Linked DNA regions of Mus musculus: regions 1, 2, 3, 4, 5 and 7 are each linked to region 6. A link is a contact called in public ChIA-PET, HiChIP or PLAC-seq and promoter capture Hi-C data. All regions are on one chromosome and are shown on one strand. The core of a region is the stretch at or near the end of the contact, and the rest is flanking DNA. Distances in the headings are between cores, read along the strand shown. Region 1 holds the start of Zdhhc20 (zinc finger, DHHC domain containing 20). Region 2 holds the start of Gja3 (gap junction protein, alpha 3). Region 3 holds the start of Zmym2 (zinc finger, MYM-type 2). Region 4 has its middle 15 kb from the start of Gm32912. Region 5 holds the start of Lats2 (large tumor suppressor 2). Region 6 holds the start of Cryl1 (crystallin, lambda 1). Region 7 holds the start of Sap18 (Sin3-associated polypeptide 18).

Region 1 (3,795 bases), core at 948-3,447, 490 kb after region 6:
AAGGAAGAAACTGACTCCACAAAGTTATCCTCCAACCTCCTCAAGTGAGCCTTGGCCTGTGTGCACCCTTGTATATCACACACACACACACACACACACACACACAGTGTTGTTTTGAGACAGGGTCTCTCTACATGGCTCTGTTTGTCCTAGAATTCACTATGCATAAGAGGCTGGCCTCAAACTCAATAGATATGTCTGCCCCTGCTTTTGTATTCCTAGTGCTGGGATGAAAGCCCCAGCTGTTTTATTCTGAGACACTGAAGGCCAGGCTAGCCTGGACCTCAGCCTCCCAAGAGCAAGAGGGCAGGTGTACACTGTTTCTTCTAAATCAAATGTTCTAAGTAGCAAAGTCATTTTCTTAAGGATGCTGCCATTTAAAAACCTGCAGAGCCGGGTGTGGTGGCGCACGCCTTTAATCCCAGCACTCGGGAGGCAGAGGCAGGCGGATTTCTGAGTTCAAGGCCAGCCTGGTCTACAAAGTGAGTTCCAGGACAACCAGGGCTATACAGAGAAACCCTGTCTCAAAAAAAAAAAAAATCTGTAAAAATAAAAACCTGCAGAAGCTCAGCTACTTCAGGGTCTTCTATGAACAGAACTTGAGTTTTTAAACAAGTACTTGGTTTGGAGCTCGCCAAATCCAAAGCCACAATTGAGGTCTAGGCTCTACCATTTTTGAGTGATTTATTTATTATTATACGTAAGTTCACCGTAGCTGACTTCAGACGAACCAAAAGAGGGTGTCAGATCTCTTTATGGGTGGTTGTGAGCCACCATGTGGTTGCTGGGATTTGAACTCAGGACCTTCGAAAGAGCAATCAGTTCCCTTACCCGCTGAGCCATCTCACCAGCCCGATTTTTTTTTTTTTTCATTCTTGTATTTACCCCGTATGTTTTTCCCCAAAGAAAATCTGTCCTTCAGATAACCGAGGGCTCTGTCTGAAAATTAAAACCACATCACTTCTGGGAAACCAAGGGACTGCTTTTTCTTAGGGTTTTATTTAATAATGCTGACGGGAGACGAACACAGTAAAGAGCCAGTAGGTATAGAACGCACACTCAAAGCTTACAGGCAATTATTTAGTATCACTGACATAGTAATGGCCTAGGGTGTTAATGACAATGAACCAATCGGCTAAGTCATGTAAGTATAATGCAACGCTATTCCTTTATCCCAGGAAATCAGGTAAGAACCATACGGTAAAAAAAATTAAATAAGAAAAATAGCAAAAGTAAAACTAAACCAAAGCCCTAAAACTAAAGGTATAAGCAATACAAACCTACAAAGTAAACAGGCAAAAAAAAAAAGTCATTGAGCTTGCACCTCTCTTGTTCAATTCCTTGTGCCTCAAAACAACATTTTGTGTAAATCCAGCACTGAGACCCCCAGATGAATATTAAAAAGGGTCAAATACAGCTCAGACCAGGGGCTGAGCCCACACTGCAGACCCGGGAGACACACCTCCCTCCCAGGCCCCCAGGCTGCTTTCAGCTTACGCGCTTCTTCTCGCGCAGTTTGGGGAGCAACAATCTGGGAGGAAAAGATTTCTTTGTGCGTGTGTGCGTGTGTTTTAGCCAAACTGACCTCACAAGCCGTCTCAGAAGGGGTTCTCTAGTTCAAAAGGAAAGGCCTTTGTGAGCATTCCGTCACAGAAGGGTGGGAGCCCCAAGGCGACTGCAGCCACCCGGAAGCTTGGAGCGTGGGCGGCGCGCAGGCCCGAACTCGGGACCCCTCGAGCAGCGAGCCGTGGGCAGAAACCCACGGACAGGGGCCCCCACCGCCGGAGAAGCGCGGGCCGGAACCCTCGGACGTGGAACCCACGGGCTGGGGAAGCGCAGGCCGCCCCGCGGAATCAGAACGCGGCGCCGAGGCCTCGGCCTGCCACCCGCGGCCCGGCCCGCCGCCCGCGCCTCCCGTACTCACTCACGCACAGCTCCACCACGTACGCGTAGTAGGACCAGACGACCACAAAGGTGATGAAGAGCACCGGAACCCAGCCCACCACGCGTTGGCAGCAGCGCCAGAGTGTCCAGGGCGCCATGTTCCTCTGCTGACTGCCGGGTCCCGCTGCCCACGATTCTGTAGGACCACAAGACCCCAGCGGCCCTGTCGCCAGCTTCCCCGCCCCCGAGGCTCCGCCGCCGCAAGCAGTGGCGAAGGGCGACGCCACAACTCCGCCCCTCCCTGCGCCTGGCCCGGGTCCGCCCCTGACCCCGCCCTCGGGCCCGCCTCCGGGCCCGCCTCTCATCCCGCTGCGAGCTGTGAAGGGCGACGCTGCAACTCCGCCCCTCCCGGCGCCTGGACCGGGTCCGCCCCTGCCCCGCATCCTGCCGCTCCGCCCCTAGTCCCGCGCCTGGCAATCCCCGTAGGGGGTGGGGCTACCCGGCCGAAGGAGGCGGGGCCTGAAGTTGGGGCGGGGCTTCTGCTCAGGCCCGCCCATGGGATTTGGGGGTGCCTTGGTGGAAAAGAGAGGAGAGTGCTAAGGATGTGTAGGAGGCCATCTAGGACTGGGTGACGAGAGGGATGGGGATGCGCAAGGGGAGAGGAATGAATTCTTAGCTGCCCTGTGTGCCTTGGGTGGCACTCTGTATAACACTCTTCCCCTAGGTCTTTCAGGACCCATACAAGTCGGGTTCCCTATTACATAAGGCTGTGCATCACTCAAGCGTGCAAGCAAGAAAAATATTATATATACTTAAATATAAGACTCCTGTGACTATAATGTGTCTCCAATGAAGAATCCCCTGGGATAATTTGGTCCACGTATCGCTCTCTCCACCATGTTTTGTTTGAATTGGTAGGAGCCTGAGATTTAAGGTGGAAGCCATATACAACAGGTCAGTTTGATTTGGAGTCCACATTTAAGGTTACACCATGAAAGCAGAATATAGAAACAGCCCTTTCCTGGAGTGGGATTTTCAAATATTTACAGCTGGAGATTGCTAAGTAATGACTGCAATCTTAGAATCTAGAAGCCTTGCTGTGAAACATCATAATGTACAATCATTAGGAATAATTTCATACATTCTTTTAAAACACAGTACATTCATTTATTTACATTCTATGTGCGGATGTGCATGGACCACTGCTCATGAGGATGTGTGGCCCAGGGGTTGTCTGAGGACAAATGAAAAGTTTTTAAGTTTGGTTTGGGTTGGTTTGGGTTTTGGCCCTGGGCATAGTGGCACATGCCTTTAATTCCACACACTCAGGAGGAAGAGGACAGTGGAACTCTGTGAGTTTGAGGTCAGCTAAAACAGACTATTTACTAAAGTCTCCAAGAAGAAGGTAACTGCTATTATAGTATGATAAAGACTTAGTAAAATGAGTATTAATATTTAGTCACCATACACTACTGTTACATTAAAGTAACATGTATACAATAAGAAAATTGCAACATGCCCTAAAGATGACATTAGGACCCAGAAGTGCACACCTTTAATACCAGCACTTGGGAGAGAGAGGCAGGTAGATTTCTAAGTTCAAGGCCAGCCTGGTCTACAAAGTGAGTTCCAGGACACCCAGAGCTACACAGAGAAACCCTGTCTAGAGAAAAAAAAAAAAAAAAAAAAGCAAACATATTCTGACTTCAAATTTTTGACTACATATTAGTGGCAAAATTGACCCAACTCTAGGGCACTAAGGTGGGTAAAATTCAGCTATTTTCCCAGAAAAACTGTCTCAAAGAATTAAGATACAACATGGAATCTGGAGGCTAAGGATGGAGCCCAGTGGAAGACCACATAAAACTCATGTGTGGTGATAGGTTCAGTTCCCAGTGAGGTGTGTGTGGG
Region 2 (4,057 bases), core at 401-2,900, 340 kb before region 6:
GGGCCCTTCAATCCTCTGAATGTCCTCACACACACTGGCAAGTTACCAATGTGTATGTTTATTAATGTTCATGGGACTGTGACATGGTGGAGTTCTTAAGGCTGTGTGTCCTAGGTACTGTTAGACATGCTTTCAAGCAATGCAGGATGTAGTCCCAGTTTCTACATACGTCAGGCTGGCTGCAAGGAAGTTCCAAACCCATCATATGTCATTCAGCTATGAAAAATGAACAGAAAACCCTAAAATTTTAGTGCTGTTCAGAAAAAAAAATTGGTTAAAATTCTTTCCTTATCGACAAAGAGTCAACTTTTGTTTCCTGCCATTTTAAAGTCCGACCACTTCCAGCCACGTGCTGGTCAGCAAACTGCACTGTCTGTCCCCGTGGGACCGTTTTGTAAACTGCTTCACACTACAGGGCAAAGCATTGCCCTGTTTGATGCTTATCTCAACAGAGGCCAAACTGCTGAGCCAGGAGACTTTGTGCCAAGTTAGCTCTTTACTTTGAACACAACTGATATTTAGAAAAGCCCCTCCCTTACTCCAGTTTAATCTTTCCATGTTTGTCTTGCAATATATTTCACGGCACGACAGAAGGGCAGTGTGTGAAGTGATGCACAGATTACAGATCGTCATAGTTTTGAATTCCAAGAGAGAGCCTGTGCACAATTCACTTCCTGGCTGTTTTACACAGCCGCTGTTAAGTGGCACGTTTTGGAGGCGTCGTGATAAAAGGAAAACTGGAGAGCTGAAGCCCTTTTCACATTATTCAGGTACCAAGACGGCTGATCAAGAGAGTGAATTCTAGTTACCTGTGTAAAGAGTGGACAGAAAGCAAACAGCTGCCCGCCACTGGAATTTAATGTCACTACAAGTCTCTTAATGAAAAGATTATTGTAGAAGGCAGCTAAGGGCGCTCTTCCAAACATGTACAGTCTTTACTCGTGTGCACCGCCACACACGTACAGATCAAGAAGCTGGGTCGTGGTACTAACAACTAAAGTATTTAAGAAGAAAATAAACTTCTAAAAGTTTTTTTTTCTGAGAAAAGTGGGCCCTCCTTGTTTCTTTCCAATCAAACACTACAAATGTACCCCGCCACTTGCAGGCCACTTGCAGGTTAAAATGACCTTAGGATCCCTGCTGTTTGGGGATAGGGACTGGTTGCTTTCCCCAACCCAAGGGCAAACCATCTCGACCCAGCTTTGACCGTCCATTAAAGAGAGCAGGCGCTCCGCCCAGGTCTTTAGGAGTCTAGAAGAACAGTAATCTTTCCCAAAGTTTCCCAAGGCTCAGCTCCCCAGCCCTACTGCACCCCACAACAATCCAAAGAATCACGAAAGCCTCCCAAGATCGGGGAGCAACAGGGCCTTGCCCAGGGGTGACAGCGCCGCGTCCCGCCACCCCTGGTGCTGTCGGGTCCCCAATATGGCCCTGGAACTCCCAGTTTGCCTTACCCCGCTCGGCCGCGGCGGCACCGGCGCTCCTCGCCCAGTCGGGCTCGGCCTGCTCTGTAAAGGAGGCTCCCTCTTTACTCGTGCGGTGCCCCTTCTTCCCACGAGCGCCCCGCGCTAGGGCCGGGCCTCTCCGCCCCGGCCGCCATCCCCACCACCGCGGTACGCACCGCACTTGGCGCCCCACGCCGCTGCCCTGTCGCCCCGCCACGCCCTCGCCACCTCCCACTCTGCCAGCCACGCCTCCCCGCATCCCACAGGCCACGCCCCTGCGCCCCTCACCGGGTCCCGTCTGGGGAAGCTGGCACCTGCCCCCTCCTCGCGCGCCCACATCCTCGGGCGCCACCTGCACCCCAGTGCGCACCACGCGCGCTCCTCGTCCGGGCTCTCTCAGCTCCGCCGATCCGCCGCAGGTGTCGGATGGGGTTCCCGGCCGCAGACACCCGAGGGCCGGGTCCTATAGGGCAGGAGTGGACAGCCGGGGCGGGAGCAAGGCACAACCGACTGCCAGAGCGGCCTGGGCGCTGCGCGCGTGGGCGTCGGGAGGGCGCCTCGGTCGCGCCCGGGTGTCGCCGCCTGGGGATGCAGACTTGTTCCTCGGGCGAGTCCCAGCCGGAATCCTGTCTCACCCTGTCGGATAGAGACGCCCCCGCGGGCAACAAGCTATAAATAGCGGCCGCCAGCCTGCTTCCAGGCGGACACAAATTAGCCGACAGCTCCACGGATTCTAATTTTTTTAAATTAACTTGTTCCAAGGCGCTTGAAACTTGGCATGGCCTGAAGTGTTGGGGAAGATGTCCCTGCGGGCAAGTTGTTCCAGACGGTCTTGGGGATGGGATGGCAGAGTGTGGTCCGGTTAGCTTGTCCGCATCGGGGTGAGGCTTTTAATGTGTCTAACCCTCGGAGTTTCTCTGAGAGTCATAAGACACCGACACCGAGAGGGACAGAATCTTGGCCTTGTCCATTTCCTCTGGCTTCCTAGGGTCTAACAGGACTTGAACAGCAGCTAATCATTAGTAAATAATAATTCACTGAATGTTGGTGGCAGTTTTAGAAGGGATCCCCAAAGTCCCTTTATGAGTGATGGATTTATTTTAGGAATAAGGGAAAATGTGCATTTCTGGTTGTTTTACAGTCCCCCTAAAGACCTATTGCTTCATTAAAAAGTTTGGCTCTATTTGGGTTTGCAATCCGCTGACTTTGAAGAATTCAGTCGTTCTGTTCGAGTCTGAATTTAAGCGTATTCCAACGAGAAAGAAAACAAAGCTTATGAAGAGACGTGAAGCCGGTCTCCTGCAGGACTTGGTAACACATGGATACAGTTTTGTTTTATTTCGTTTTGTCTCTTAGACAGGGTCTCCGGGAGCGGGACCTGGTCTCAACCGGAACCTCCTGCAGACATCCCAGGGCCGTGATGGCAGCCTGCACTGCACACCTGCCTAGGTTCTTTTGAAATCCAGAAATGTTATTCTAGAAGGTTTTATTTTTCTGTTGTTTTTATTCTCTCCAAGAAATACAAGAATACTTCTCCCCACAGAAGCATCAGAAGTATTAAAAGACTTGCACCGTCTTGGACAAACTCTAGTATTGTATTGGTAAAGCCAGAAGTATAATAATGATTTGCAACTTTTTATTGGAAATAGATTTAAAATGTGTAACTGCAAATACCCTTTGCACACCCACTTCATAACACAGTTCAAGAGTGGAAAGGTGGAAGTAATCTAGATGCTCCCAGAAAGATGGATGGGCGCACAGATGAGGTTTTAAGTGCTGTAAAATATTGTTTGGCCTTAGAAAAGAACATGAATGTACAATTGATATGAAGATAGATCATATGGCAATGAAAAAGCCAGCTACAACAGGAACAGATGCTGTCTGAGTTAACATATAAGACGTGCGTGCTGTCAAACTAAAGCCAGGTAAATATAGTTTCAGCATTTGAGACTCAGGCGGTTTGGTGGGAATTTGAGACTGTCTTGAGGCAGATGGGGGAAACTCTGTTTAAAAATCAAAACAAGCATAGAGACTGAGGTATGGAAGCACACACCTGTTATTCCAGCACGTGGGAAGTGGAGGTGGAAAGATTGGGAGTTCAAGGTTAGCCCGGACTGCCTGAGATCCTTTCTCAAAAAAAAAAAAAAAAAAAAAAAAGGTATTAAGTTCCTGGGACTCATGGAGTGGAGAACGCAGAGTTAGTGGTGGGTGTGGGATTTCAGTTCTGGAAACAGAATGGGAGGCATTTGCAGTGTGGATGTGCTTAAAGCCACAGGAACTGCGTGCTTAAAATGAGGAAGACGATTTTATATATATATATATATATATATATATATATATATATATATATATATATATGAACATTTTACATGATATTATGCAAAGACAAAAAAGACTTGCACTTGTCATAATACATATTTTCTAGGTGACAACCAATACAATCACTACATGGTTTAATAGTTGGCTGTAAAAGTTTGCTTCTTGTTGGATTTTTAACAAAGACTGCATTTAGGGTAATTTGAGAGTAGATATATACATATGCACACATAAGACAAACTGACTAGACAGGGATTCTCAGCTGGATCATATCTCTATGTTCTAGCAGCATTTTG
Region 3 (3,819 bases), core at 142-2,641, 510 kb before region 6:
AATAATTCACTTCATTAAAAATTTCATGTTCATTATCATCTTGGAGAGCTTTACAATGTAACGCCATATGACTCATTAATAGGCGGTATTGTCAATTCGGAAATTCAGAGATCTAATTGAATCCATCCATTTGGTTGAGGAAGTAACCAACATCAGTTGTAATCCCGCTAACAACCACCAGGGCGAGGTGCATTTCTTAGGTTACAGGGAGTCCTGGAAATCCAGCACCAAGTCTTCTGCCAAAGACGTGGGTGTAGACGAGGAACAAAAGACCCTCGTGCCGCCCTCCAGCGGCTCCGCTCCGAATGCGCCCGGTGGGACTCCTATGAGAGGGTCACTGCCCACGGAGCCAGGACTGAAGCGAAGGGCACGCGATGGCCCGAGGCCCCGCCAACGTGGAGGACAGGCGCTGGGCAGGCCGGAGAGCGCGTGCTCGGCCAGGCACCGACGGCCGAGGCCAGACAGCCCAGGTCCCAGGGGCGCGAGCCCGCTAAGGGAGCCCGGGGCTCCATCTTGCCCGGCGGCAGTCTGGGGTCACCACTGTCGTGTGGCCCCGCCGCAATCTCGGCGCGCAAACTCTTGGCGGCCGAGGACAAGGCCTATGGTAGAGCGCGATCGGACTCGTTCCGGGCCAAGTTTCTCGTCCCCACGGGTTCGGTTCTGATGGGCCCCAAGTTCTCCCAACAGATCCCACAAAATGGAGGCCGACGTCTCCTCCCGCCGCAGCCATGGCGGAGGTGGGACACCCTTCCCACGGGCCAGGCAAGGTGGAAGCGCCTGCACGGCCGCCAGCGCACCAGTCCCCTTGCGGCCGCAGCCGGGCTCGCCCCCTCGGTCCGCCGCAGGCACTGCCGGGCTCGCCAGTCGCCCGGGTCTTGGGGGCCTGGACAGGGAGGACACCGGGACATCGAGGCCGCGTTTCTCCTCGAGCAGAGTCGCAAAGGGCCGCGGCGACCGTCTGGAGGCCGAGACCCAGTGTCCCGATCCCGGGCCCACGGGAAGCCTCGACGAAGACCGCCCGCCCCCAGGGCCGAAGCGCGAGCCGAACTGCGGGCAGCGCCACTCGGGCTCCTGACCCGGGCGGACCCCGCGAGTGGGGGCGGGGCGGGGGCACGGAGGGAGGGAGGGAGGGAAAGAGGGAGGGAGGGAGGGCCGGCCCAGCCCGCGGGGGGGGGGGGGCCGGTAGGCCCGAGGGCGTGGCCCAGGTCTGACGGACAGCCGCCGTGACTACCTCACCGAGGAGGGTCCTGAAAGAAGGCCGACTGGGCCAATGGAGCCTGCCCGAGGCATTCCGTGCCGCCCACGCCATCAGCCAATGAGCGTGCGGAGGGCGGGGCCTCTCCGGGCCCCGCCGTGCCACCGCCTCCTCTGCCTCCTCCTCACCAGCGCTAAAGCCGGGACTGGACCGAGCGGAGTTGTGCGTGTCGCCGAAGGGGGGTGGGCCGGGGGAGGGGAGGTTCGTTCCGCGGAGCTGCAGCCAGAACCCGGTGAGGCTTCTCCCCGCCGTCTTTCCTGTCGAGGGCCGCGGAGAGTGGGGGTGGCTGGGAGCAGCGCAGCCTCGGGAGGAGGAGGCGGAGGCGGGGGCGACTGGGGAGGCGGAGATGGGTGAGGGCAGCGTCGGGAGCCTCCCACCGAGCCGGGCTTAACAGCCCGCGGCGGCCGGTGTCGCGGCTGCTGCGTCGGGGCCTGAGGGTGCGCTGGGGGCCGCGCTGATGTCCAGGGCGGCTTCGCGTGCGGCCCGAGGGGTGAGGGAGCGCGGGCGCGGCAGGGCTGGCTGGGTGAGGCGGTCGCCGGGGGCGGGGGGCGCGGGGGCCTCGAGGTGCGGGCGGCAGCGGCCGGAGGTCGTGGGGTGTTTTCCTTTCTGTGCTGCGGGCGGCCGGGCGGGCCGGGGAGGGGCCCTTTGGCCCTCCCGCCTGGGGGCTGCACTCCCACCCTGTCTGTCCAACCGAGACCCCAAGTTTTCGATGGCAAGGGGTGCCTTTTGAGTCTTGCGGCGTCCTCTTCGTCGCTGGTCTCCTCCCCGGCGCTGTGCTGCGCGGCTCTTGCTCCTCACGTATTGTTTGGCTGGGTCTCTAATGGCGGACGGGGAGGCAGCGCTGCCGGTCTCGGACTGCAGGGGGGGCAAACCTCGGGCCCAGGGCAACTGCTTGGGGCAAATATGGGCAATATCAGCCCATCGTTGACATAAACTGGTTTTTACCTGTAAATTGGTGCTGAGTTTGACTGGAATAACCGTGGTGGTAATACTTGCGAGGGAGTGCAAGTCCCTTGCTGGCGTCGGGGCAATGTTTGCCCTTCCCCCTCCCTACCCCATAGCAGGCTTGGTGCCCTCAGGTCCCTTTCCCTGCAGATTGAGGCTTACACATGGGCTTTGGCTCCAAATAAAATATTTCACTCCACTTGGGTAGTAAGTAGTAGGCTGTTTTGCGTGGGCTTTGGGGTAATAATAGAAGGGCCAAACCTCCTTGACCCCTTAGTCCCTTCTCTGCCTCCTCCTGGTGAAATCGGCTTGGTGCTCCTACCAGATTGGGTGTTCATCCATTTCTCTCCCCCCCCCCTTTTTTTTTTTCTCTTTTATCCCAGGACCAGAAATTTCGTTCAACCCTATCTGGTGCATCTTTGGCAGAAAGTGAGGAAAACACCATTGTGAGTCCTTTTCTTCTAATTTGCTTATTAACAGAGGACGTGGTTGGATTATAGGGGTTCAGCTATAGGATTTGGCCCTCCTGGTTGTTCTTAAGGGGAGGAGCCTTCTCTTGGGTGGCAGCTGCTGTCGGGGAGAAACTCCAGTGATGCCTGGTGAGGCAGCTGGGAGTGGGCGCTGCTGTTTGCACCGCTGCAGACATCGCTTCTGCTGCTGCAATACCAACCTCAGCAACCAGACGACGGGCTTCTGCAGCTGCTCACGTTACCGGTGGGGAGGAGGGGTGTTGGGAAGGAGGGCATATTTCTGGTGCCCTCTAGAGTTACAGAGTGGGAATTAATGTTATTTGGTTTGAAGTGCATGCAACCATTTTTGACATTTTTCTTGTCATCATGGTTAATGGACCTCTGGTAATGGACAACTATGGAGAGCTGCTTAACTTTTTATGCCTGGTCTGAGTGACAGAATTTGACCATGAAGGTGGACGTGTTTCTAGATCTTTCATGTTCTTTGCATCTGTTGTTTTCATCTTACCAAGTAGATGCTGCTTAGACCTGTGCAGTCCTCTACTTAGTCTTTCATCTCTGGTGTTGACCAGTTCTCTATTATGTCACGCTTTTTATGGATTTCTAAAAATTTTTATAGTGTGTGAGTGCATGGTGTGTTTGTGTTGGTGCACATGCCAGAGCACCAGTGTGTAGGTCAGGACAACTTTTGGAGTTGGTTCTACCCTTCACTGTCTAATTGGTTCAGTGAATCCAAGCCAGGTTGTTAGGCTCATGTAGCAGGCCCCTCTATCCATTCAGCCATCTTGCAGGCCCTATCACTTATTTTGAGATGGCATCTAATGTATCCCAGGTTGACCTTGAACTTTTGTTGCGTAGCCTAGAATGACTTTGAACTTGTGATCCCTCAGTCTCAACTTCCCAAGTGCTATGACTTGTGTCCTCTTGTTATATTTATGTGGTGCTGGGAATCAAACCCAGCTTCCTGCACGCTAGCAAGCACCTCACCAACTATGCTACAGTTCTAGCCCCAAATATTACTCTTGAGCCCAGTACAGCTCCTGTTGTTACTTGTATACTTTTAAAGGTGTGTTATAAGTATAGATGCTTATGGTTACTTTGGATTTATTTATTTTGGTTTTTTGGGACAGGGTTTCTCTGTGTAGCCCT
Region 4 (3,678 bases), core at 853-3,352, 310 kb before region 6:
GCAAACATACAAACCAAAATCACTGGAATTCCTCTTGGCTCAGTTCTTTTTTTTTTTTTTTTTTTTTTTTCTTTTTGGTGGTGAGGACACTCAGAATTTATTTCTCCAGCTACTTCTAAAGGTTCTCTCTCCTTCCTTCCCTCCCTCTCTTCTTTCCTTCCTCCTTTTTCACTCTTTTTGTCTTTTTGCCAGAGCCTAGGGTCTAGAGCATGTTCAGCCAGTGCTCTGTCACTGAGCTGTGCCCCATTCCCACTAAAGGTGACTATAGTCACCGCTCTGTCCAGTAGCCACCAAGACTCCTTCTTCTACTGCCTTCTTGACTCAGCTTTCCATATTTCCCCCATCCCTAGTGTCCCCAGTATCTGATAACTACTACCTTGTTTTCTACTTTCACTAAATTAACCTCGTGAAACAGTTCACACATACACTGTCTTTCTGCATCTGGCTTATTTCACTTAACACGATGTCCTTCAGGTTTGTCTGTGTGTTTCCAATGGACAGAATTTCTATTTTAGAATTGTTTTAAAATTAAAACAACTTAATATATTTATTTATGTTTTTGAATCAGGGTCTCGTGTATCCCAGACGGCCATCGAGTTCACTGTAGCTAAGGACAACCTTAAAATTCTGATCCTCAAATCTCTACCTCCCAAGTGTTACGACTTCTTTCCTCAAAACTTATTTTTAACTGACACATAAAAGCATACACATTGTACATGCTTTTAAACACTATGTGTGTCTGTACATCCCCGGAACACAGGTTGAGGCCAGAGCACAACTTGTAGGAGTCTGTTTTGTTTTCTATTTATGCCATGTGGGTCCCAAAGATTGAACCCAGGGCATCAGGTTGGCACCAGGCTGCCCTTACTGGCTGAACCATCTCCTTGCCCCTCCCCCCATATACTATAGTGTATTTTCCTTCATCCATTTATCTGTGGGTGAATCCATGTGCTGATTCCATGTCTTGGCCTGTGCAGGCAGAGTCAACATGGAAGCTACAGTCAACATGAAAGTGCAAATGTGTCTGCTGTATCAATTTCCTGTCCTTTAAGACTGTATAATCCTAGCTCTTGGGAGGCAGAGGCAGGCTGATTTCTGAGTTCCAGGCCAGCCTGGTCTACAGAGTGAGTTCCAGGACAGCCAGGGCTACACAAAGAAACTCTGTCTCAAAGAAAACCAAATAAATAAATAAATAAATTTTAAAAATAAGTAAATAAAGAAAAGACTGTACTTGATCGAGGTCATAATGTACTGTTATTTTTACATCTTGAGGTATTCCCACATGGTTTTCACAATGGCTAGACTACTAACATTTCCAAGCAAAGCTGTACAAGGGTCTCTCCGTGCCTACATCTCAGGCACTTGCCGTCCCATCTTTTTAGTAAGCCATTCTAAGAGCTTCGAGCTGTGATTCCTGTGATTTTGCTTTGCAGTTCTGCTGACTAAGGATGTCAGTCGGCCTAACCAACGCCCTCCCGTCCTAGCTCTGCAGTGTGGCCCTCTCAGCCTCACCTTTGGATTCATTCCTGCTGCCTGAGCTCTGACCACAAGATTCCCAAACACCATTCCTGGCCAGCTTGCCCTCAGCACCTGCCTTTCGTTGGACTTTGCCTGTGGCCTGTCTCACTGTGCTTTAACTAATGATTGACAGGTATGGGTTGTACAAGTCCAGTCCTTGTGACTGGGCTAGCAGTTCAGAGAGGCTGACACCTACCCTAGCTGGCTCAGCCAGGCTCCCCGAAGGTTCCCTTTCATTGTACCTTGTGTCTCGAAAGAGTTACAAACATTCCTACTGTCACAATGTTACTCTATGGGATCCCCACGCCTTTTCTGACCATAGAGAGAGCTCAGAGTTCAGTTTTCTTTCTTCTCTTTCCCAGCTCCTGGTACTCTTACTCAGAATCCAGACCTTGCCACCTCCCCGTCTGCTCTTCTCCCGTTTTCCTTCAGTGATTGTATCCAGAGATGTCCATTGCATGACCCCAGAAAGAAGCTCGGAGGACGCTGCCCACATGCATGTTTCTGGCCCTGATGTTTTTGTGCAGTGCTGGTGGTGGAACACAGGGCATCTTGCATGCTGATCAAGGCTTCTGCCGCTGAGCCATGCCCCTAGCCCATAGCCCTGATCATATGTCATGAGTTTCTGCTGAGCCTTTCTAACGCCTGCCTCATCTCCCCACTTTGAACGTAACTCATTTTCAACATGCTTTAACTCAGTCTTACCTCTCAACACGGACACTCCAGTTACCTCATTTCTGGTTTCCATTGCTCTGGCATGTCTCCGTAGTCTGCTCTCTGCTATGTTGGCTAGGCTGGCTTCAAACTCACTATTCAGTTAAGAAGAACCATAAACTTGGTCCTCCTGCTTTTGTGTGGGAAGTGCTGGAATGACAGATACACTTCACCATACCCTGTGACCTTCTGTTCAGGGGTCTGAGCTATCAATACTCAGTGCCCACCCAGCTCTGACTCGTGATGCAACTCTGAATGGCTGTCCTTTGCTCTATGAGTTCCCAGGCCTGAGTTCAAAGGGCTTCCTAACTATTTTAGAGCCTATTTGAGATCATGGTTTTGTTTGTTTTTCTGTTAAGTCATCCTTAGATTCAACTAGCTTTTCCCCGAAACCTTCTGGGTTTTTCTACTTAGTTCTGTAAATAAATGCAATAATGTCATTTTATAACACTTTGGACAGATATAAGTAACTCAGAGAATTAATCTTGTACATTTGTCACGTCTTCCTTTTTGAGAAGAGTTCATCTTAACTCTCCCATAACATAGTCCTATAAGCACAGGTCTGCCCTGGCTCCCTCTCTTCCAACTCAGTGGTTCTCAGCCTTCCTAATGCTCCTTTTAACACAGTTGACCCCCAACCATAGAATTATTTTGTTGCTACTTCACAACTGTAATTTTGCTACTGTTTCGAATCGTAAATATCTGATATGTGACTGCTGAAGGGGTCATGACCCACAGGTTGAGAACTTCTGCTCTGACTGACCACAGACCCTTCCCTGTCTTCTCCTCTCCTTACCCCAGAATGAAGAACGAGCCAAGAGGAAAAGCAAGCAAGTAAGCAAATGTTAGTAATAACGAATCCATTTCCTGCCACCCTTAAAAACAGTTGATGGTGGGGCCTGGGGAGACTGAGGCAGGAGCACTGACTCTTCAAGACCTATTTGGACTACGAGTTCAAGGCCAGACTAAGCAGCTATTGGGACTTTGTCTCAAAATTTTAAAAAAGCCAAAAACAAACAAACAAACAAACAAAAAATACAAACAAACAAACAGCCAAACAACCAGGCCTGGAGGTGTAGCTCAGTGGTTTGTTCCCAGAAAAGGCAAGCAGAGGAAAGAAAAGATGGGAAAGAGAAGAGGATAGAAGGGAATGGAGGAGGGGAGAGGAGGGGAGGGGAGGGGAGAGGAGGGGAAGAAAAATGCAGCCACTTCCAGGAGTATTGGGAGTGTGTTTTTGGAAGACTTTTAAATTTTTCTTTTATTACATTTATTTATTTGTGTGTACACATACAGACACACATTGCAGCCCATGCAGAGGGGTTGCAGGAAGCCTTGCAGGAGCTGGGGCCCAATGTGCTAATGCTCAGGTAGTGAGTTTTAGTACAATCTCTCATGTACTTGTGACTATAGAAGATGTGATGATTATTAAAACTCCTGTTTCTGAAT
Region 5 (3,637 bases), core at 562-3,061, 350 kb after region 6:
GCTCCTTCTGTGGACTGGAACATATCAACCATTTGTACAGCACATTCACAGCCAAGACAACATAAATGCATTAAATTTATCATCTGTAGTCCTTCAAGCATACTATTTTTAAATAGTACGAAATATTACTTAAAAGTTTCGCGCTATTACAAGCATGAAATAAATACAAAACGTTGTGTTGGTCTAGGTTTCCCGATACAAACACAAAACCCCCACCCCCGCGTTACCCTCCCCCACATGGTTCCCCAATAGCTTTCGTTCGAGTTTAGTGTGGATTTACCAGCTCCAACCTCCATTCTACTCTCCAGTGGGTTTTAAGGGCCTAGGGCAGGCTATTTACAACACAGCATTTAAAATAACAAGGCATTTTATTGTAAACGTGTTCCCCGCCCATCATTGAAAGTCCCTCCCACCACTGAAAGTCCCTCCCACCAAGGCCGTGATTTCTCGAAGGAAAGAAATAACCCACAGCTCCAATTTACATTTATACTATTCCAACTAGATGGCGAAGCTGAAAAACTCTCAGTTCAAAACTTCGGATTCTGTAATTCTGTATAGCAGCCTCTGTTGGTACCATATGAAGCTGACATTTTGAAGTGTGGTAAAAGTTAAGCAATTTCAAAGGAACCATGGTGAATTCGTTCAACAGCGTTTTCTATACCTGGATAACCAAAATTTTACGAGAGGCTGAATACTGTAATGTATTGTTAACTATAGTTAAGTTAAAAACAGGCTTTCTAAGCAGCGTCTGCATTCCTATGCTGGAAGATTTTTTTTTTTTTGTTAGCGCCTTATTACAACAGTTGCTAAAAGGGGAGAAAAGAAAAATCACAAAAAGTAGCCTTGTCTCCAGATTTAGCACTCAAAACTGGTGAGCATCATTTACTGACCTAACCTGGGGTTAAACTAAAAATATGGAGCAAGACTTGGTACAAATTCCCTAATAAGCGGCTACATTACGGGCAAGCAGGGGAAATTTAAAGGCGTGAAAAGTCCTCGCTCAAACTTTTTTGTCAACAAAATCTGCACGTCCAGTTCTCTCCCGCTCACACTCACAGGCATAAGTTTTCACCCGGCCGCCTCCTGCACGCCGCTGGTGGCCGAAGTCGCCCGGGCGAGACCCGGGCCACGCAGGCGAGGCTCGTGCGTGACCAGCGCTACGGACTCAGGCCGTGGAGTCGCGGCGGAGGCCGGCCCGGGAGAAGTCGGCTCAAAAGAGACGTTACGCAACCGCCCCGCACCGACCGCCGGACGGCGCAGCCGGGGACGGGACACCGGACACCGGGCGGGCACCGCGCCGCCGAGGGCCAGAGGTGCAGCGCGCAAGGCCGCGAGCGCGCGTGGTGGACGGCGCGGCGCACGGAGGCCCAGGCTGGGCGGGGTCGGCGCCGCGGGACGCGGGGTCTGGGCCTCCGGACGCCGCCGCGCGAGCACAACAAAGCCGCCCCGCCGCCGCCACCCGCTGCTCCGCACCCGCCCGGGACCCAGCGGACGGGTTGTCCCTGTCCCGCAGGGCAGCTCGCCCGTGGGACCGGGCGGAGCCCTGTCCCGACAAACTTCCCGGCCGCGGCCCCTCACCTCCGGGAGCGCTCTACACCCTCGGCGGCGTCCTGGCCCGCGGCTCCGGGACCTCGCGCGCCGGGAGACCGGGCGCCGGTGGCGGCAGTGGTTGCTGACCCCGGAGGGTCGGGGGAGCCCGGGGAAGCGGCGGCGGCGCTGGCGGCGGCGGCTCCATCTTCCCGGGGCGCTCACGCCGCGGTTCCGAAGCGCAGACCCGAGCGGGACATTCGCTACATTGTTGGCATTCCACGGGCGTCACGTGACCCCTCCTCCCGCGTCACTCCCGGCCGCATACCAGCCCGGGCGGGGCGCCCGCGGCCTTGCTACCCGCCGCCCGCTCCGCCCCACGGGCCGCTTCCTGCGCCGCCTGGCTGGGCGGCCACCTGCCCTGCGCTGGGCTCGCGTCGGAAGCCCCCAGCCCGGGAGCGCCGGTTTCCCTAAACGCCTCGTACCAGTGGGTGAGAAAAGTAAGTTCACAGGCCCCGGTGCCAGCCACGGAAAGTGCAGCCGGCTGCTGAGACCCGGGCATCAAATAATAAACCGGGACGCCTGACAGCCTGGGCTTAACCGGACGCAGGCTAACCAGCTCCCTCCCTGGGCACGTTTTAGGAAAGTGCCTTATGGTTTTATAAAACACATCAGTATTGCACGAACCAGCCGAGGAGACTGGCGTTTACACTTCGGCCACTCCTTTATCCTCCATTTGGGGATTTGGTCCAGGGACAGACGCTGAGAAATAACAGCGTGGAAGCAAAGTCTTTCGTTTACTATTGGCTGTCTAACGTCACACTCCCCACCAACTTACGATCTGTGGTAAGTGATGGTGGGGACTAATAGTCTTAAAAGTCAACCAGACTTCCTCTTTAATTAGCAAACGTGACATTTGAAGTTTCAATTCCGGAAGAAATTCACAAGAGTGAAGATCATTTGTACCAGTTTTTATTTTTGTCCTCGGGAAGGAAGTCGAGCCCCCTCTCCTGTGCCAAATTCAGGCTGTCTTGTCAGAAGAACCCTTGTCAGGACTGTTTTAACTGCCTCAACAGACTTTAGTCCTGGACTGCCCCTCACCACCACCACCCCCACCCCCACCCCCACCCCCACCTCTCTAATTCCCTTAAGGCTTCTTCCAGAGATTCTCATTTCTTTGTCCTTTGAACTTTAATAATTAAGCCTCTTGCAGATTAGCCTCATTTTCTTTAGTCAGCCTGACCCTGTGTGCTACACTGACATCTTGCACCGTGATGAGAAACCAATGCATCAAGTAATATTCTGTAAAAGAGGAGTCTAGCACTCACCTGGGAACTTCCTCCCCCATCTCCCCAAGCGCACTGGCAACCTTCACTGTGTGTTAAAAGTTCCTATCTCTTGCTCTAAGAAATGTTAGGGAAGCCGGTTAGTGATGCACACCTATAATCCCAGCTCTCAGGAAAGCAGGTGATCTCTGAGTTCAAGGTCAATCTGGTTACAGAGAGAATTCCGGGACAACCATGGCTACACAGAGAAACCCGGTAGAGGGGGAAAGTAGGGGTGCAGAGGGAGGGAGGGATGGAGGAAGGGAGAGAGAGACAGAGAGACAGAGACACCAGTGCCAAGGGATCCAATGCCTTGTTCTGTGGGTAAATGCACACACACATGTGCATATGCTTAGCACAGACACACACATAAATAAAAATAAATCTTTTTTTTAAAAGAACAAAAATAACTTTCTTTTTGTCAAACAGTGGTGGCGCATGTCTTTAATCCCAGTACTGAGGAGGCAGAGGCTGGCTGACCTCAGAGTTCGAGGCCAGCCTGGTCTACTGAGTTAATTCTAGGACAGCCAGGGCTACACAGAGAAACCCTGTCCAAAAACAACGAAACAAACAAATAAGCAAGAACTCTTTGCAACAGCACTATTTATAATAGTGAAAAGCCAAGGACAGCTGGACAGCAGGAGCAGAGAGAGAGAAGCTAAGTAAAGAGGCCGGCTTTATTTCTGCCAAAGGACAAATGATTACAGACAGAATTCAGAACCAATGTGGGGTGAACAAAAGCAAACTGCAGAACTGTACATATGTCATGACACCATCTCCATAAA
Region 6 (4,195 bases), core at 1,070-3,569:
GCTACATGAACCCTGCCACACACACACACACACACACACACACACACACACACACACACACTTACAGTGAGCCAGTAACCTGACACATTTTTATAGTTCTGGCACTTTTAGAGGGCTGAAACAGGAGAACCAGGCCAGCCTAGGCTACATAGTAAGGTCCTATATCAGATGGGGTAAAAATGACCTAGGGTATAGGTCAATAAGAAACTTACCCACACTTGCAGGGCCCTGAGTTTAATCCTCACACTTCAAGAAGAAGGGGAAGAAAGGGAGAGAGGGAAGGAGTGAGAGGGAACAAGATAGAGGGATAGAAGAGGAAGAACAGCCCAGGGAGAGGCCTGGGGTGTAAAGGTGTTTGCCATGAAAACCTAGGGACCTAATCTGAGTTTGATCCCCAGGCCCCACATAAGGGTATGGAGAAAACCAACTCCACAAGGTTGTTTTTTGATCTCTACTCATACTACATATACCTACACACACACACACACACACACACACACAAATAAATATATTTTTAAAAACTTGTCTAACTTCTTTCAAAAGAAAGCAGTGAATCGCTGCCAGGTCTATTTCTATGTTGTTTTTGGTTTTGTTTGAGATTCTTGCCCAGGTTGGCCTGGAACTTGAGATCCTCCCATCTCCACCTTCCTAGGATTACAGGCGTGCAGGTGCGCAAGGGAGCAGCCCGGCCAAGCTCTTCATCCAGGTATTAAGGCATTGATTTACATTCTGGGCGCCATCAGTTAAAACGGATATTCCCATGAGTCACCCATGGGGCCCTGAAAGATAGAGACGGTCAGTGATAGGACAGAAATAAAGTTGATAGAGATGAGATAAGATGGTAGAAGATAGGTAGTAGATATAATATAGATAGATAGATGATTGACTGACAGCTGGATAAGCAAATGAGAAAGAAGGACGGGGAAGGATGAGGGAGTAAGCAGAAGACAGAATTTCCACATTAGAAAACAATAGCTCAGGTCATCTTGTGCTCCTTAAGATGTCCCGGCCCCCTTCTAGTTCCCTGTCCATGAGCTCAGAAATAACTGACTGTTGAGTCTCTCCTTGGGAGTCTATGAACCACCCACAGCCAGACGAATGCAAAATCCAGTCAAAATCCCACATGACACCTGTCAGGTGCAGGCAGAGATCTACTTCCCAACGGAGACCTGCAAAAACCTAGCCCGTGACACCAGTGGCTCTCACAGAAGGCGAGGCAGCACAGTTCACCACAGGAGCAAAGTGCACACTTTTGATATTTCTTGACCATTCAACCACAGGCAACCACGGGAAAGGACAAAGGTACAGCTAATTCTGCAGTTCTGTAAGAGAGAAAATAGCAACAGCATTCTGACACCTCCCTCCAAAGAACTCTCAAGGAAAAAGCCTGAACTTGGGACTGGTCTGCAGGCAGAACAACAAGTAGCCAAAACTATAAGCAGGGACATGAAGCCACTCCTTTAATAGCTACCAACCAATACTAGTTATTATGTGTTGCTACACGTTGATAGACTTTCAGACAGCTAGGCAATGAAAGATATTCTAAGCGTTCTTATTTTTTAAAAAAAGAAGCAATAAGGAGAAAGGGGAATCATGAGAACAGAAATTGGTGTGTCAGATGAACTTGGGCTGTTAAAGTGACTCAGCCTCCTGCCTTGGGACACATACACACAGGAAAGCAGGGTGCCTTGACTGACAAGGTTTCTGCCTCGAGAGATTTAGCCTAGCCCAGTGGTGCATGCGAACCAGCCTCCTTGCCAACCCAGGCCAATAGTTATCCGTTAGTTACTATCATCTTGGTAAAACTCTTGTCTGCGTTCTTAATAAGAATAAGCTGCTTTCACGCTGGGGTATTTGGCAGGAGGATCAAGAGTTCAAGGATAGCCTCAGCTAACCTAGAAATTTTGAGGCCAGGATGAGCTACACAAGACCTCCGTCTCAAAAGCATAAGAACACAGTTTTCGCAGGTTCATTGCTAGTATTCAATGATGCCAGGCACCTCTGGCCTGCGCTGACAAAAGTGACCCCGCACCGATTTAAGGCTCTCCTTACTGCTTGGCTAAGCCACGGCCACCACCTAGTCTACTGCCAGACTAGCTTCGGAGCCCAAGTGCGAAGCGCCTGGAGGAGCGAGGTACAGCCTGATGCCCACCCGAGGCACCCACGGCCGCCCGCGGGAGGTCCCGCGTTCGGGACGCTGCCAGGGCGCCAGCCATTGCAGCACGGCGCCACTGAGACCTTTACCTGCCTACGATCACCACCCCGCCCGCTGCTGGGGACGCCATGGCAGATCCGGGCCTGGCTGTACAGCTGCGTTAGCGGAGGGAGCGAGCAAAGCAGAGCGGGTCGCGCGCCAGAATAAGGCTGGGCGCCTGGGTGGGCGTGCCCAAACCTCATGAGGACTATCCCATTGGCTGACAAGCTCCGGGGAGGGGCCAAGGCGCAGGAGAGGCGGAGCCCTCGGGGAGAGACTTCAGGAAGGCCACTGGGCTCTAGCACCGGGGAGCGTGGGACGGTGGATGCAAACAGGGAAGACCAGACACTTCTGAGCTGAGCAATTTTTATTTTTAAGTTTCTAACAGGAAACCATTAAACCATGAGCGGATACTGCCAGGTTGGCGCAAAGGTTCACCCCAGAGACACTTTCAAGAAAATGTTGCTTTAAAGACGTTAGCACCAGTTTGTCACTTTAAGGACTTTTGTTCCACTGTTTACATTCTACTCTACACTGGAAATCCAGGTCTGGTGAGATACCTGCAGCCTGGCTTCACTGATGTGAACGGAGGCCCGGATACTTAAGGGACAAGCTACAAATGGAAACTCCGGATATGTTACTCTGAGAAACGGAAGGACGAATTTGAATTCCTTGTAGCGTACCACAGCTTCTGTGTGCCTTACTTCCTCCTTCCAGAGGCGTGCAGTGCCAAATGTGTTAGGAAAAGAAAAAGAAAAACCAAGCAGGGCGTGATGGAATGCACCTGCTCTCGCAAAACCTGGGAGGCTGAACCGGGAGTTCCAGCCAGGCTACATTCAGAGACAGCAAGACCCTGTTGCAAAAAAAAAAAAAAAAAAAAAAAAGGCTAGTGCCCTGATTACACTTGGGTCTGAGACCAGAGAACGAGAGGCATTACACTGCATGACACAAGTTTTGTGCCCACAATCGGAAGTGGAAACACTTTGAGGCCAGCAGTTTGGGAAAAGCTGAAATCAGAACACACTCACACTGACAGATTCAGGAGAGTAGACACTTGCCTTATTCCCACCACCTTGTCAGGGATTCGGAAAGAGAAACCTCTGAGGCAGTCAGGTTTTTAAACAGTTCCACAAATTATCAATAAACATTTGAAGATGCCGAGCCCCGTTTAAATGAGATGAAAAGTGGCACGAGGAAAACACCTTTTACCCATCAGATCGGCCAAATTACACTGATGGCCAGTCCCTCTCTGCAAGGGAGAGTGTACTGACTGGTTTTGTGTCATCTTGACACAAGCTGGAGTCATCAGAGAGGAAGGCTGCTCAGTTGAGGAGATGCCTCCATGAGATCCAGCTTAAGGCATTTTCTCAACTAGTGATCAAGAGGGGAGGGCCCATTGTGGATGGCCAGTAGGCAGCTCCCTATATAGCCCCTGCATCAGTTCCTGCCTTCGGGTTCCTGCCCTGCTTGAGTCCCTGACCTGACTTCCTTCGGTGACAAACTGCAAGACTAAACCTTTTCCTCCCCAACTTGCTTTTTGGTCATGGTGTTTTGTTGAAGTAATAGAAACTCTAACTAAGACATATTTTCTTACAAACCTAAGGCAGCTTTAAACTGTCTCTTCCTTTCTGAAGAAGAAGGTCAAATGACTAAGGTTATGAATGCCACCTTATCCTATTTTGTGTCTGCCTAGACACTCCTCCATCTTCAATCCTGCAAAAGCCGTATCTGCCTTGGCAATGCTTATTTTCAGTGCATGATCCTGACCATGGTCCAGGCATATTAACCAAAATAATTAATGTTTGCACAAGCTAAAGCTAAACCAACTAAGAGGGTGTATAAATAAAAAAGAAGTAGTGTCTAAAAAATACTGCTGAGTTTTACAAGAAAACTTAGATGTTACTAGGACACCCCAAATTCCTCACTAATGTGAACCCTACCTCTAGCACTAGTGCAATTGTGGTTTTTGTTTTTAAAAACACCATGCCCCTGAGCTTGAAC
Region 7 (4,040 bases), core at 859-3,358, 400 kb after region 6:
AAGCAAGAACTCTACAAAATGAATGACATCCTAACTTTTTTTTACTTTTTTTTTCTTTTTATCAATTCATTGGTGTGGATTTTGTTGTTGGTGGGTTTTTTTTTCTGTTTTCTTTCTTTTGTTCTCTGTCTCTGTGTCTCTGACTCTCTCTCTCTCTCTCTCTCTCTCTCTCTCTCTCTCTCTCTGTGTGTGTGTGTGTGTGTGTGTGTGTGTTTCTTCGAGACAGGTCTTCATAGTCCTGGCTATTCTGGAACTCACTCTGCAGACCAGGCTGGCTTCAAACCCACAGAGATCCACCTTATGGCTAATATTTTAAGTAATGAAAACTCCAGATTTGGCAGAGAGGTGTCCTGTGATGGATTGGTAATCTGGCCACTTGGCAGAGGATGCAGCGGTATGATGGGGATCCAGCAGTCGTCCCAGAAGTAAGGAAAGCAGCTTATAATAAAGATGTAGAAGTAGAGGTGTCTACAAGGCGGAGGACCTCTGAATTTAGCAGATAGTGAAGGTACAAGACAGGAATTTAGGCAGAGATTTAGCAAGTTGTGTTGTCCCACCCTGCCTTGGGTCTGTTAACGACTAGGAGCACAGCAGTTTAGGGAAGGAGGTCCTAGATAGAGGATTTAGTAAGGCCTGGCTTGTCCTCGCTACAGGAGCAGCTTCTGTCTGAAGTTATGAGCATTCTACATCCTCTTAAATCTGTTTATTTTTATGCTGTGTGTATGGGTGTTTTGACTGTTTTCATGTCTGTGCACCACATGCATGCAGTGCCCAAAGGAAGCCAGAAGAGGACATCAGAGCCTCTGGAACTGGAGTTACAGGTGTTTTGAATTGTAGCCTGGTCCTCTGTAAGAACCTCAAGTGAAGAGCATTCTCATAATGTCTCTGGATATACTCCTAGCAAAGATTTTCTCTAGAGTCTATCAGCAAGAAGGGGTTGTAAGGACTAGAGGATGACTAGCAAGGAACCCTAAAGAATCCAAAGTGTGTGCCAGCTTGCCTTCTCACCGGAGTTCAGAAGTGCCAAGGCCAACAGCTGCTACTGGCAGTGTCTAATTTTTGCAGATATACTACATCCGATTTGTTTGTAAAGCAATCTATTAAAAGCAGTCACCAGATCTTTAACGAACTCTCTGGGTTAGCAGTGACATTCCGAACCTTACATGCTTACTGTCTAGATTTCATTTTTAAAGCAACTGCTTTAAAATGGAGCTATGGGGTTTATGTTTTAGTATCTATAGCATATTGTGAAGGTTTCTTTCTTCCTTCCTTCCTTCCTTTCTATCTTTCCTTCTTTCTCTCTCTCTCTCTCTCTCTCTCTCTCTCTCTCTTTCTTTCTTTCTTTCTTTCTTTCTTTCTTTCTTTCTTTCTTTTTCTGAGACAGGGTTTCTCTGTGTAGCCCTGACTGTCCTGGAACTCACTCTGTAGACCAGGCTGGCCTCAAATGCAGAAGTCAGCCTGCCTCTGCCTCCCAAGTACTGGGATTAAAGGAGTGCGCCACCACTGGCCGGCATGAAGGTTTTTTCAATCAGTCTTTCTCACTGATACTTTTGTAGTTTTTGTTTTGAAACAGGCTCTCTCCACATAGCCCTGACTGTCCTGACACTCTGAAGACCAGGTGAAGGTATGCATCACCATGCCGCTGGATTTGCCTCTCTTGAATTTTGCGTGACATAAAAAGAGCCTATTTCATTCATAGCCCCTAAACAGACAGCTTTACCCCATCATCTACAGAAAAGGTATCATTTCGCTGGCCTTGCAGTACCTTTCTGCACTGGGGGTCCATATTAACCAGTTCAGTCGGTTTATCATCACTATGACTACCTGGTTCATATTTTTACATGTCATGTGAATTTTCTTAAGTTTTTCGTGATCGCTACACATTTTCATCACTACGCATGAAAATATTACGTTAAGCTGACCTGGGCAGTGAGCACGTAAGAAAACAACTAAGAACGATCAAGACGCCTGTAGAGCACTGCGCATGCGTGTGCCCCACCCCTCTCCCCAAGGCAACACGTACGCGCGCGCGTGCGTGCGTGTGCACCCACACATACGGAAATACGCCTGCGCCATGCGATGCCCCGCCTTGCCACTCGTTTCCTATAAAACCTCGTGCCTTTCCTCGCGAGAGACGACTAGCTCATGCTCGCCGCAGGGGTCGGAGGTCAGGGCGAGCGTCTCCCGGGCCGAAGGAGGAAGATGGCGGTGGAGTCGCGCGTTACCCAGGAGGAAATTAAGAAGGAGCCGGAGAAGCCGATCGACCGCGAGAAGGTGCGGGTTGCGGGCGGCTGCGGGGCAGAGGTGGCAGCAGCGGCGAGCTGGCGGGAGGGCGGGCGCGGCCTGCGGACGGGTGGGCGGGCAGGCCAAATGGCGCGCCCGAGGCTGACTCCCTGCTTCTCCGCAGACCTGCCCGCTCCTGCTGCGGGTCTTCACCACCAACAACGGCCGCCACCACCGAATGGACGAGTTCTCCCGCGGGAACGTGCCTTCGAGCGAGCTGCAGATCTACACCTGGTGAGCCGCGCGGGACCCGGGCCTGGCGGGCTGCGTCCTCGGGGACAGCCAGGGCGGGCTCGCCCGCCGTGTGACGCCTTTCGGGAGTGGGGATGAAACGTTAGGTCAGAGTGAACTGACCGGCGTCGCTCTCGCCGTGTGGCCGCCCGGTACAAAAGGATACGTAGGTAGCTTACGGTGCGGTAGGATAAGATGGTAGAGGACGGGGAGGGAGATGGCTGTTGAGTGAACCGTGTTCGCAGAGTGGAGGCAATGGGAAGCCTCGAGCCACGCAGCACCAAGATATTAAAAAGCACCATCAACACCGAGCCCTTTCTGCCCCGGCCCTTGGTGTCAAAGCGTTTGGTGTTTGCACGGTGAGGACGGCTGTCCCAAGTGTTTCATCTCCGAGTACCTGCCTTGCTCAGGACCCACGCAGCTAGGACCGTTACAGGCTTGTCCTTTGGATTGTGTCAGGTTGACACTGTAATAGCTTTGGAAAAGCAGCAAAGGCGAATTTTAATACATTTTTGTTGCGGTGGTAAGATACACCACAAAAGAGTCCCTTTCTCGGGAAAACAGACAAACAACCCCCCATCCCCCCACCCCCATCCAAAACACGAGCTAGTGATTGAATTTATAAGGGAAAACTACTGAGTAGCGGCTGAATTTAAGCCACTCTCCACATACTAAAATTCCGTGTCCCCCAACAAATGAATTTTCCAGCTTGCCCGGACTTTGCTTAAGTGCTGCTTTTCTATTCCGTGAGCCCAGCTTTCTAAAGAGGGTTATCTCTCTGTTATCTGTAGAGATTGTTCCAGAACCACATGGATATCAAAATCTTGGAATAATCAAGTTTTTCACTTTAAAAATGTAGTGTTTACTGTACACACCTTTCAGCATATGCTCTTGAGACTTTCTGCTATAAAGCTTACCCTTCTTCTGCTAGGGCACTCAGACTGTAAAAGCTTGTTTAATTTTTAAAAATTGCCTCAAAAGAAAATCAGAGTTTATGCCAGCATTGAAGTTCACTAGGAACGATATATAAAATTTCGGAGTTAATTGCAGAATAGAGTATGAATTCTGGCCAGGTAAAATTTAGTTGCAAAAATACATAAGAAGGTAACAGTTGTCTGAAGTTTTATAACTTATTTTATTACACAGTGAACTACATACAGTTATGAAAAAATAAGATTTTACTTGAACTATGCACACTGGTGTATGTATAGTTTGTGTCAGTTTCGATATTATATCTTCCAAATTGTAATTTGTTTTTTATGTATATGTGTGTTTACCTTCATGTATGTGTGTGCCCCGCATAAATGCCTGGTGCCTACTGAGGTCACAAGTGGGTATCAGATCTCTGGGACTGGAGTTAGAAATGGCTGTGAGCTGCTCTGTTGGTGCGGGAGTTGAACTCAGTTCTTCTGCAAGAGTGACAGTGTCCCTCCGTCTGAAAGACTGAGTTCTGTTACAGGAACATGGAGAAATAAATACCTGGCGCAGAAAACGGGGGACAGTGTGGTCCTTCTGGGTATTTTCCC

What was found. Promoter capture Hi-C pulls out the DNA fragments that hold promoters and counts their contacts. ChIA-PET counts read pairs in DNA pulled down with a chosen protein or histone mark. HiChIP or PLAC-seq counts read pairs in DNA pulled down with a chosen protein or histone mark.
Region 1: a contact with region 6 is called in an RNA polymerase II ChIA-PET map of memory CD8 T cells, with 34 read pairs. The contact joins the promoter of Zdhhc20 here to the promoter of Cryl1 in region 6. A contact is called at or near these places in 5 of 39 promoter capture datasets (3T3-L1-derived adipocytes, cranial neural crest, hippocampal neurons and 2 more), 1 of 484 Hi-C or Micro-C datasets (B cells) and 2 of 115 datasets of contacts at active chromatin or transcription factors (astrocytes and memory CD8 T cells).
Region 2: a promoter capture Hi-C map of stem cell-derived epiblast-like cells shows a contact between it and region 6, with 8 times the contacts expected there. The contact joins the promoter of Gja3 here to the promoter of Cryl1 in region 6. A contact is called at or near these places in 14 of 39 promoter capture datasets (the 3T3-L1 cell line, 3T3-L1-derived adipocytes, the C10 cell line and 7 more) and 6 of 115 datasets of contacts at active chromatin or transcription factors (embryonic stem cells, kidney and stem cell-derived neural progenitor cells).
Region 3: a contact with region 6 is called in a promoter capture Hi-C map of liver, with 2.9 times the contacts expected there. The contact joins the promoter of Zmym2 here to the promoter of Cryl1 in region 6. A contact is called at or near these places in 3 of 39 promoter capture datasets (embryonic stem cells, hippocampal neurons and liver), 1 of 484 Hi-C or Micro-C datasets (cortical neurons), 1 of 115 datasets of contacts at active chromatin or transcription factors (astrocytes) and 2 of 9 other capture datasets (adipose tissue and liver).
Region 4: an H3K4me3 HiChIP or PLAC-seq map of intestinal villus epithelium shows a contact between it and region 6, with 7 read pairs. The contact joins the enhancer-like site here to the promoter of Cryl1 in region 6. A contact is called at or near these places in 19 of 39 promoter capture datasets (the 3T3-L1 cell line, 3T3-L1-derived adipocytes, the C10 cell line and 11 more), 6 of 484 Hi-C or Micro-C datasets (the P5424 cell line, Sertoli cells, brain and 2 more), 8 of 115 datasets of contacts at active chromatin or transcription factors (embryonic basal ganglia, embryonic hindbrain, embryonic stem cells and 5 more) and 2 of 9 other capture datasets (adipose tissue and embryonic stem cells).
Region 5: a contact with region 6 is called in an RNA polymerase II ChIA-PET map of memory CD8 T cells, with 5 read pairs. The contact joins the promoter of Lats2 here to the promoter of Cryl1 in region 6. A contact is called at or near these places in 6 of 39 promoter capture datasets (hippocampal neurons, liver, pre-B cells and 2 more), 2 of 115 datasets of contacts at active chromatin or transcription factors (memory CD8 T cells and microglia) and 1 of 9 other capture datasets (liver).
Region 7: a promoter capture Hi-C map of pre-B cells shows a contact between it and region 6. The contact joins the promoter of Sap18 here to the promoter of Cryl1 in region 6. A contact is called at or near these places in 3 of 39 promoter capture datasets (cranial neural crest, frontonasal cranial neural crest and pre-B cells) and 1 of 115 datasets of contacts at active chromatin or transcription factors (memory CD8 T cells).

Annotation. Positions count from the first base shown.
Region 1 is chr14:57,888,139-57,891,933 of GRCm38.p6, forward strand. It overlaps Zdhhc20 (zinc finger, DHHC domain containing 20), which reads right to left and starts at 2,198. Exons shown (of 13, transcript NM_029492.5): 1 at 1,925-2,198. The coding sequence starts at 2,042.
Region 2 is chr14:57,056,073-57,060,129 of GRCm38.p6, forward strand. It overlaps Gja3 (gap junction protein, alpha 3), which reads right to left and starts at 1,651. Exons shown (of 2, transcript NM_001271623.1): 1 at 1,455-1,651.
Region 3 is chr14:56,885,212-56,889,030 of GRCm38.p6, forward strand. It overlaps Zmym2 (zinc finger, MYM-type 2), which reads left to right and starts at 1,392. Exons shown (of 25, transcript NM_029498.4): 1 at 1,392-1,487; 2 at 2,584-2,646.
Region 4 is chr14:57,087,714-57,091,391 of GRCm38.p6, forward strand. No RefSeq gene overlaps it. Among named protein-coding and RNA genes, the nearest start is that of Gm32912, 15 kb to the right of the region's middle. Within about 2 kb of position 2,103, at least 20 of the 459 cell types and tissues checked have an H3K27ac peak or open chromatin away from gene starts, as enhancers often do. A contact at or near this core is called in intestinal villus epithelium, kidney and liver, where this site is marked.
Region 5 is chr14:57,744,312-57,747,948 of GRCm38.p6, forward strand. It overlaps Lats2 (large tumor suppressor 2), which reads right to left and starts at 1,812. Exons shown (of 8, transcript NM_015771.2): 1 at 1,579-1,812. It overlaps Gm52140, which reads left to right. Exons shown (of 3, transcript XM_030248241.1): 2 at 984-2,027. The coding sequence ends at 2,001.
Region 6 is chr14:57,396,164-57,400,358 of GRCm38.p6, forward strand. Cryl1 (crystallin, lambda 1) reads right to left here and starts at 2,320. Exons shown (of 8, transcript NM_030004.3): 1 at 2,245-2,320. The coding sequence starts at 2,285.
Region 7 is chr14:57,796,081-57,800,120 of GRCm38.p6, forward strand. It overlaps Sap18 (Sin3-associated polypeptide 18), which reads left to right and starts at 2,109. Exons shown (of 4, transcript NM_009119.3): 1 at 2,109-2,274; 2 at 2,408-2,517. The coding sequence starts at 2,146. It overlaps Mir3077 (microRNA 3077), which reads left to right and starts at 2,344; the gene lies at 2,344-2,407.